Regions from separate parts of the Rattus norvegicus genome. Here region 1 is linked to region 2. The links are chromatin contacts, called in public Hi-C maps. All regions are on one chromosome and are shown on one strand. The core of a region is the stretch at or near the end of the contact, and the rest is flanking DNA. Distances in the headings are between cores, read along the strand shown.

What was found. A called contact is a pair of places that touch in the nucleus more often than the background predicts.
Region 1: a contact with region 2 is called in a Hi-C map of frontal cortex, with 1.7 times the contacts expected there. The contact joins two enhancer-like sites.

What each region holds. Positions count from the first base shown.
Region 1 is chr4:180,909,224-180,913,882 of GRCr8, forward strand. All of the region lies in intron 37 of Itpr2 (inositol 1,4,5-trisphosphate receptor, type 2), which reads right to left. Among named protein-coding and RNA genes, the nearest start is that of Itpr2, 220 kb to the right of the region's middle. Within about 2 kb of position 2,223, at least 43 of the 93 cell types and tissues checked have an H3K27ac peak or open chromatin away from gene starts, as enhancers often do.
Region 2 is chr4:180,659,345-180,663,956 of GRCr8, forward strand. Sspn (sarcospan) reads left to right here. Exons shown (of 3, transcript NM_001109255.2): 3 at 1-2,945. Among named protein-coding and RNA genes, the nearest start is that of Sspn, 34 kb to the left of the region's middle. Within about 2 kb of position 2,422, at least 31 of the 93 cell types and tissues checked have an H3K27ac peak or open chromatin away from gene starts, as enhancers often do.

The sequences.
Region 1 (4,659 bases), core at 973-3,472, 250 kb after region 2:
AAACCAGAGTTATGGGCAGTTGTGAGCCCCCATGTGGATGCTGGGAACCAAACCACGGTCCTCTGCAACTAAAAAGTACTCTTAACCACTGACCCATCTCTCCAGTCCCTATTCTACATTCTTTATGGAATAAAAAAAAAGAGAAGTACTATTTGGCACAATCTTCCTATAAATGTTTTCACTCTGTAGAGCCCACAGGAGGGCCAAGCTTAGTCATCCACATCGGAAGCACAGCATAAATAGAGGTGTGGAGATGGTGTCTCTGAAGGTGCAAACATCAGACAGGAAGTAGATGTGAGCCTCACAGCACAAGCACCAGGGGCTGGGGAGGTGTCTCGGCAGCTGCTGTGCTTTCTGTGGGAGCCTATGGGCTGGAGTTTGGATTCCTGGGATCCTTGGGGAGGACGAGTGTAGCCGTGAACTGTAACTGCAGCCTCAGAAGGCAGAGGGGAGCCCCAGAGCATGCTGGGAGACTAGCCTCATGAGAGAGAGCTCTGGCTCTGGCTGAGAAACCTGTGTCAGGAATGAGGTGAAAAACCAGCTGGGGATGATTTGATATCAGTTCCCAGCCTCCATGTGCACCATGCAAGGATGAGTCCGCCACACTCATGCAAACATGCACATACATGCGCATACATGTGAAAATTGGATAAATCAAAAGCAGACCTTCTGGAACCTGCATTCCAAGTGCAATAATCAGCATTGCCCTAAAACGCAGCCGTGGGTGTGGACTACTTGCACAGCTGTGTGAAACACATAGCGATCTGTTTGGAACCCATATCCTGTCATCTCTAGCAGGCTAAGCCTGCCCTGCTTCCCTTTGGTCCAATGGAATAACCTCTTACAAACATACATTCTGCTGGCAGGAAGAGTAAATTACACGTATGTTTGTCAAACGTCCCATATAAGTCAGAAAAGGGCCGATTGCTATAATCTGGTTTAGAGTGTGTCAGAAAACAATACACAGAATCCGCATGCGATAAGGTTGGACTAGAAAGGGGCATTCAACAAACTCTCATCCCGAGAAGGTTTGAACAAATAAGAGAAAAGTTAAAAGACCTTTTGCAAGAGAAAAACAAACAAACAAAAAAGAAAACCCAAAAAGAAACAAAAATCCAACAACATTGGTTTTGTTATAGTTTAGGAGGAACCCACCCAAAATCACAGGACTGAACAGCTAATCCCTGTTGACGCAGCAGAGTGAACAGAGTTTGGGCACCGCACTTCAGGGCCTTTGATTTCTACTCACAGACATTAGCCTCGGTCTGACTGCTGAAATCCTGACTGCGGTCAGGAGAGCCGAGCTCTGGTTGGCTCTCTTCGGGGTTCTCCCTGAGGCCAGGGAAGATAAGTGAGCCCTCAGTCTCTTTCCCAGGCTTCTGTCTCCCAACACTGACCCCTGCCTTCCTGCACCACCCCAGATCTCCTTCCGAGAGATGCCGTCTAGAGTCTCGGCCATATAAGAAGGGTTAATTTCTGACTGGTTCCAATTCCATAACTCTCACAAAGAAAGTGAAATCTGCCCAATGTTAAAAGGCTATTTGAGGAGCCAGAAAAATGGCCCCACAAAGACAAAGGCCCCAAGGGGTCTGGCAGCCTCTCTGGCCCGTGTGGATACTTGCATATGCAGGTGCACATACACAAATAAAAATAAAAATCTTAAAAAAAGTCCACTTGAACTCATAATTTAATTTTTTCCTCACTAATGTTCCTTAAAATCACAATTTTCCTTCATAGACCATGCACTTGGGGAAAAATACGGGTAGTTGTCTACACAAATTCCCAAAAACTAATGTCCAATGTGTTGCTTTTTTAGTAGTAGTAGTAGTAGGAGTAGTAATTGTTGCTGTTGTTGTTATATTAATTGCTGAATCATCATAAAAGTATTTTTGAGTGATGTGGGACAAGTTTCTCTAGTGAGGAGGACTGAGTTGCTTCCCTCCACTATGTTACATAACCCTTATTTTTGCTCTTCAGGAGCATAATAAGATACAGACAGACAGACAGACAGACAGACAGACAGACAGATAGACAGCACTCATCAGTTGTCTGCAGCTGATCAACATCTGCTTTCTAGTACAGAGCAGTCAAAGCTTCTCTCCCGCAGACTCCCGGATCGTTCAGAGCAACCTGACTGAATTTCAGGCAACGGCATTGCACAGCACATGACTTGTCTCCAGTGAAGCACAGCGCCAGACGCTGCAGGCCTTACATAACCACAGGCTGTTGCTGGCAGAGCTGCCTCAGTGGCTCGACCATCCATGTCTCCTCCCGCCACACCCTGCAGCTCTGATCCGCAGCGTCCACATGTGCAGTCACGTGTCTGGGGACTTTCTTGGCAGCAGACACAAGACTCGATTTCCTGCCTACCCATAGGAAGAGGTCATTTTAAAGGTGGTCACACCCTGTGTATGGATCAGATCGGGACAGAAGTCATCACAAGCCACAGCAAAAGCAGGTGTCAAAGGTCTGCTATTCAACTCTCCCCCTTTACACTGAGGCTGCACAGGGATAATTTATTTAAGATGTTACAGCACGTGGGCTGGAGAGATGGCTCAGCCGTTAAAGGCTAGGCTCACAGCCAAAAATATAAGATGTTACAGCACGTATAATCAATTGTCAACCATAAGAGCTTCGCCCAACATGAGCCCCAAGGAACAACAAACTCCAAGCACCAGACGCACATGTTTCTGTTCCCAGAGCTCAGACAGAACACGCACTGTCACGAGGTATCATGAGTCTACCTAGTTTCCCAGTGATGTTACTCTGTTACTACAGAGCTCTCATGGATGTAGTGTATGTGTCTAAACATCTACTACCCCTCCTTCCCCCGGCAATGTTACTCTGTTACTACAGAGTGATCAGGAACTCGATGTATCTAAACATCTACCCACCCCTGAGAAATGTTACTCTGTTACAACAGAGCAATTATGAACGTGATGTGTCTAAATATCTACCCACCCCCAGGCCTTCTCTGGTGTTTTATTGCTAATGCTGGGCCCTAGTGTAAAAGCATTGAATGCCAAATGAACACCTATCCTTTTCTGCGTTCAAAATCTTGAAAAACATACAAAGTTCCTGAACCCAGGTATGAGGCAATCTGTGCCTATTATTTTCAAAAACAAGAGCTTGGCAGACAACTTGTGACAACTTGACACAAGGAGAGGAAACAGAATACCCACAAAATACACAGAGGAAGTGACGAAAACATGCTTCTAAGATTCTGAGATGCACCTATGTTTATTAAATACCAAAGTAATACCAAAGGGCACCATGTAACATTACAGTAGCTAAAATTAGGCAGGCAATGAGCTGTCTAAAATAACACCGACTAGAATTCTGAATAAAACTTGACTGTATCAGTATAACGAAATTTAGGTAAAAAGATAGTTTTGATCTCATCTGGCTTGAACATTTAAAATTACATAGTTAGAATTCAAAATATAAATAAGAAGAAATGAAAACATTTATATAATTTAAAGGTTTTTACTGGACTACTCCAAGAGACATCATTTATGGAACAGTGACGCCTACTGGTCACCTGCGATACTACACCCAATGGCAGCCCAGCTCTATGGTCTGCCCATTGACATCTATGGAGGAGGAGGTGGCGGTGGGAAAGCCATATATACAGGTGGCAAAGTTGGAGTGATCAAAAATTGTGAGGACAGTAAACCCATGCCCATCACCTGCACACGCACAGGCTCCTGCTTTCAGGTTTTGACTCCAGGAGCTATGTTTTTCACAGGCTTCTCTGAACCCAGTCTCAAATTTAAACAGTCTATATATTAATCTCCCGGACCCAAGCAATAAGCTGTTATGGGGGGAGTAACTTCTATCTAGAATTATTATGCTGTCAGAGTTCTCTTGGTACTTGTTAACTCATGAAAAAGTTATGATCAGCAGAGTGGGGCTGATGATAGATAAAGGCAGGTCTTTCTGGAGTGCAGCCCTTTTGATATTCGAGGCAGAGCCACATTTAATATTGAACAATCAGCATTTTTTAGGGTTGGGTAGCTGCTGGATACAAAGTGTATTCAGCTAATTAAATCAGTTACAGTAAATTATTTTTCTACCAAAAGCCCTGAGGAGCGAGATAAAAAGACAGCTTCCTAAGAACTAGACAAGCTTGCTTCTGCGTCTGGGTGTCTGAGACCGGGTCACAGGGCCCAGCAGAGTCTGCTAAGGAGCCCTGTTGCAGCCTGCCCACCAAAATACCTGGGGCAGCGTGAGGTACAAACACTGCAGGCTGCAGCAAAGAGCAAAGGCAATAAATAAACAAGACATTAAGTCAGCTTCCTGAACGAACGGCGGTGAGCAATAAACCTGGACAGATATGCTCACACTGGGATCTGATTGTACATCTGTCTCTGCGGTACCAACTGTGTACATTTACCGCCCACCAAGAGTCATGAGCTGGAGGAGAAGCAAACTTTGAGAAGCACGGCGATGGCAGGCAGCCATAAACACTGGGTTTGTTGCTAGCTTTCGGTTTTTTGTTTTTATTTTTGTTTTCTCTTAATGCTAAATTTCCACCCCTCCTTACGGCTCTGAGGAGCACCTCTGGTGCTGTTCCCGTGACTACTGTTCTGTAGGTTGGATTCCTTCTGTTTCTAAAAACAACAACGCAGTTCAATCTCATCTTCCACGGGCGCTGTA
Region 2 (4,612 bases), core at 1,172-3,671:
AGAAAAAAACAAGAGCATTTGTCATGGGAAATACTTCTATTAATAGCTCGTCTGTGATACATTGAGAAAAATCTCCCCTTGACCACTAAGTACCTTTAATGGGGATTGGGAACTACGGGTGAGTCCTGTCAAACACATGGACTTCCTGTGAAATCCTAGTGATGATGACTTTTACAGTTGACCTAGAGACAGAATGCCTCGAAGTCCTTGTTTGGGTGATATGTCCACAGTTAGGGCATTTAGGTTCAGTTTAGACTTAAGTCACAGTACTGGTTAAGACAGGCTTTGCTATGTAATTGGTACTACCCAGGGCAGACATGCATCTGTGGGTCTCAGCGAGTCCCAGGTCCCAGCTCAGCCAGGCTTGCCCCCACTCTGCCTATCCATATACTTTCCTGTCACAAAATTCCCCCCTAGAGAACACATACCCTTTTGCCTTTGAGGACTTTATATGATGCTGATAATGGAATCAGTCCTTCATGATCCACACACCCTACCTGAAGGAAAGGGATCACCACTGACTCTTATTCCTGATTAACAGATGCTTAAACTTTTTGCATTCTGACTTGCTTCCCGATCACTCGATCACTCGATCACTCGGGTCAAGGCAGCCCATCAGAGAGGATGGTGAGTAAAATTCCATCAGAGGAACAGGGGTGGGGCGGGGGTGGGGCAGGGGGCTGGTACATATCTTTAATCCCAGCACTTGGAAGGTAGAAGGAGATGGATTTCTGTGAGTTCAGAGCCAGCCTGGTCTACAAAGAAAGTTTCTAGGACAGCCAGAGCAGACAGAGAAACCTTGTCTTGAAAAAAACCAAAACCAACCAAACAAAAACAAGGGAAAAAAAAAAAAAAAAAGGACTGATCTCAGACAAAATTGCATGAACACAGCACGAAGTTTCCTGATACCAACCTGGGATACCTTTAGTGTTTGTTAAGAATAACCAGCTCTGGGCTCTGAAGATAGTTCAGTAACCTAAGTCCTTGCCATTCCAGTAAGAACTTGATCCCTTATAGAAAGGCCAGGCATAGTGGCGTGGAGGAAGAGAAGGCCACATCCCTGGGGCTTCCTCAACAGCCATCTCTTTTTTTTTTTTTTTTGGTTCTTTTTTTCGGAGATGGGGGGACCGAACTCAGGGCCTTGCGCTTCCTAGGTAAGCGCTCTACCACTGAGCTAAATCCCCAGCCCCAACAGCCATCTTTAATTTAGCATTTGAATTCTGGGTCCATGATGAGAGAGTTTGTCTCAAGGGAAAACAAACAAACTGAAAATAACCCAGAGTGGATAGCTGACCTCTGGCCTCACACAGTTAAGAGGAACCAAATTCACATTGACCTGGGATAGTGTCTATAGAAGCAGGAATGTGGTAGAGGATCCAGGATGTCACGGGCTGTCCTTTCAAAGTGAAGCTATCCTCCAGTCCGTTTCTGTGCACCCAGCCCGGCTGAAAGCACACACAGAATGCCTTTGTCCAACAAACTCAGCAGGGTTTTGTTTTTGTTTTCTCAATGAGAAAATGAAGATTCCCCGCCCAGTTAAGTTGCGCTATGATTTGCAAACGACTCACGGGGTGGTGGGGGTGGGTGGGCATTTTAAAGGGTAGAATAATTTTAGCCTGCGGGTTCCTACTTTCTAACACAACCAAGAGTTGGGGTGGTTTCAGCTCATGATACGACGTCTGCGCAGAATGGGGGATTTTACTGTTATGATCAGATATCCTTAACTCCCCAGAGAGGGGAAACGTTGTAAGTGAAGAGAAGGAGCAGAGCCCGATGATGGGGCCCTTCGCTGGAAGCTTGCTATATGCTGGGATGTGTAAGGATTGGGTTGCATGAAAAACAAATGGCTTTGGGCTGGATTTGGAGTATTTTGACGTTATGTTTTGCAAATATTGAAGCTTCAGTAAGGGCAACAGAGAAGGAGCAGGCACACAGCTTCTCACTTAGCAAAATGTTACACTTCAAATCTGTCGCAGAGCCAGGACGGTGACTGTGCCTTCCAAACTGTAGAGCAGTGAGCTTTGAGCAGCTCCCCCCTCCCCCAGCCTCCTTCAGGAGGATTAAATGAATCAAGACTTTTCCAAGAGGAGAAATGGCCAGGGCTTGGGATAGGAATACGGCCACCTGGGTTTACAGACTGTAACTGAGCCCACTCAACGGGTCTGCGCCTTTACGGTGACTGCCATCTGTGGCTCCAAACTCCATCCAAATTGGTGTAGGCAGCACCTTGGAGCCGTGCCTAAACCGTAGCTACTCAAAAGCCCTAGAAACTGTAGTCAAGTAACAGGCATCACATGCCCCTATTTGGATGCAGAACTTAGATATTCTCTTTCGACCGCCTTCCAATGTGTTCCTACAGTGGAATTCCATTCTATATTACTTTTATCCATGTCCAAGACCTGAGGATCTCCTGATACTTCTTCACTCATGTCTCTGTGCATTATATCTGGGGCATATTTATGAAACTGCCTTGATAAAAGCGACCCAAGGGGTGTCAGGAGGGGCAACTCTGAAGGGGCTACTTAAAGACGATCAGAAATGAACTTGAAAGCTGTCCATCACTTGCAAACATGAACTGTGTCTTGATATTTCCTGATGACTGTCTCTGAACTATTACCGTGTGATCACCTCTGTATAAATATGCCACTGGATTTTACTCTTGTTAACCCAGAATGTGCTTTAGCTGTGTAGTGTAAGTTCAGCCTATCTGACGGCCAACTGCTTAGTGTTGAAGTCACTGAAAAGAACTCACGTCTTCTAATTTTCTTGTCTCAAGTGAGCACTGCCTCTTTCAGAGCCATGGGTCTGCATTACGGGGCTGTAATCTCCTTTCCTGGCCTTGATCAAATCAAGAGTAGAAGATGGAGTGTTTCTATACACTTGAGGTGGTTATTTTTAAAGGGTGTGTGTTTCCTTTCTTAATAAACTTTTCATAATCCACAAAGACATGGTGTTGAATACGTTTTATATTGACCAGGTGGTGTGTGTGAACTTGTATATGTAAACTCTCTCTGGTTAGTGTTTGCTTCAGAAACACGGCTTGGAAACCTCAGATCATTATGTTAAGTGAAATAAAGCCAGGTTCAGTAAAACCAGTATTGCGCGTTTTCTCACGGACATGGAGACTAGAACATGTGTGTGTGTGTGTGTGTGTGTGTGTGTGTGTGTGTGTGTGTGAGAGAGAGAGAGAGAGTAGCTCATTAAACTTCAAAGAGGACTATAAGGGAGGAGGGAGAGATCTTAATGAGGAGGGTGAGGGGAAGGGAGGGGATGAACATGGTGACTGGAAATTAATTATCGCAGTGAAACACATTCTATGCTAACTTTAAGAAATGTGATTTAGGGGCTAGAGAGATGGCTCAGTGGTTAAGAGCACTGACTGCTCTTCCAGAGGTCCTGAATTCAATTCCCAGCAACCACATGGTCGCTCACAACCATCTGTAATGGGATCTTCTGATGTGCCTGAAGATAGCAACAGTGCACTCACATAACTAAAAATAAATAAATCTTAAAAAAAAAGAAATGTGATTTGGAAAAAAATTAAAGAATGAAAAGAAAAAAAAAAAAAACCAACCTGTCTTGGGAATAGAGAAGAAGCGAGGCAGTAATACCGATTTGGCCCAGGCGGTCCGTATGCCACGCTCTACACTAGGGTAGAGGTCAGCGTTGTAATTGGTCCCCAGGTAGAACTCGAGCTGGAGGGAATCTTGGAGGGGCACCTGGGATGCTGATTCCTATTTTTTTATTTTTATTTTTTTTTATTTTCTTTTTATCGGAGCTGGGGACCGAACCCAGGGCCTTGCGCTTGCTAGGCAAGCGCTCTACCACTGAGGTAAATCCCCAACCCCGGGATGCTGATTCCTAATTTCTATCAATCAATGTCAAATAAAGCTGACTGGCTCTGAGAATGGGATAGGCACTCATAAATCTTCCACATTGATATGTGTGCGCCTACGTGGAGGTCTTCTCCTCAGATCTGGATGCAAGGGCCTCCTCTTACCAACTAAGCAGCATCGTAAGAGGCCCTCACACTATGCGTGCAACCCTTATTGATTAGTTCGGGAGGCATCTGAAATAAAAAAAAGCAGGAGATAAGTAAGGCTGTGTATCCCGAGCTGTGTATTCCTGGTGTTAAGGCCCCCAGGGTTAGGAGCCTGACCGCCATTTATTGCCCTAAGGTTGAACAGCCATTTGGTTTTTAGTTTCTGCATAGGTGGTTTTCAATTTCTTACCTAAGAGACTTCAGTGCATGCTTTCTTCCTTCTGTGTTGACATAGCCTATGGTACCCTTCGATGACGCCATACTTGTTCCCCACGAAGCTGGTCATTGTGAGGTACGGGACGTGTAGTGCCATGTCGTTTCAAAAATTCACAGTGCAAGCAGAAGTCGGGACATCTGCAGACGGCAGTTCTGTACAACAACTCATTCACATCTGTCCGGTAGATATTTATACATGTGTGGTCTGGTCCCTTAAAAAGTCTGGGAACTTAAAGGTTGCCCTTTTCGTTGGGGAAGATCATTAGGATTCTTAACCTGAGGGACTATGACATACAATCACATGACGGTTGGAGGACAGTAGAAGGTATATCATCATTTCAAAAGTGAAGGTTC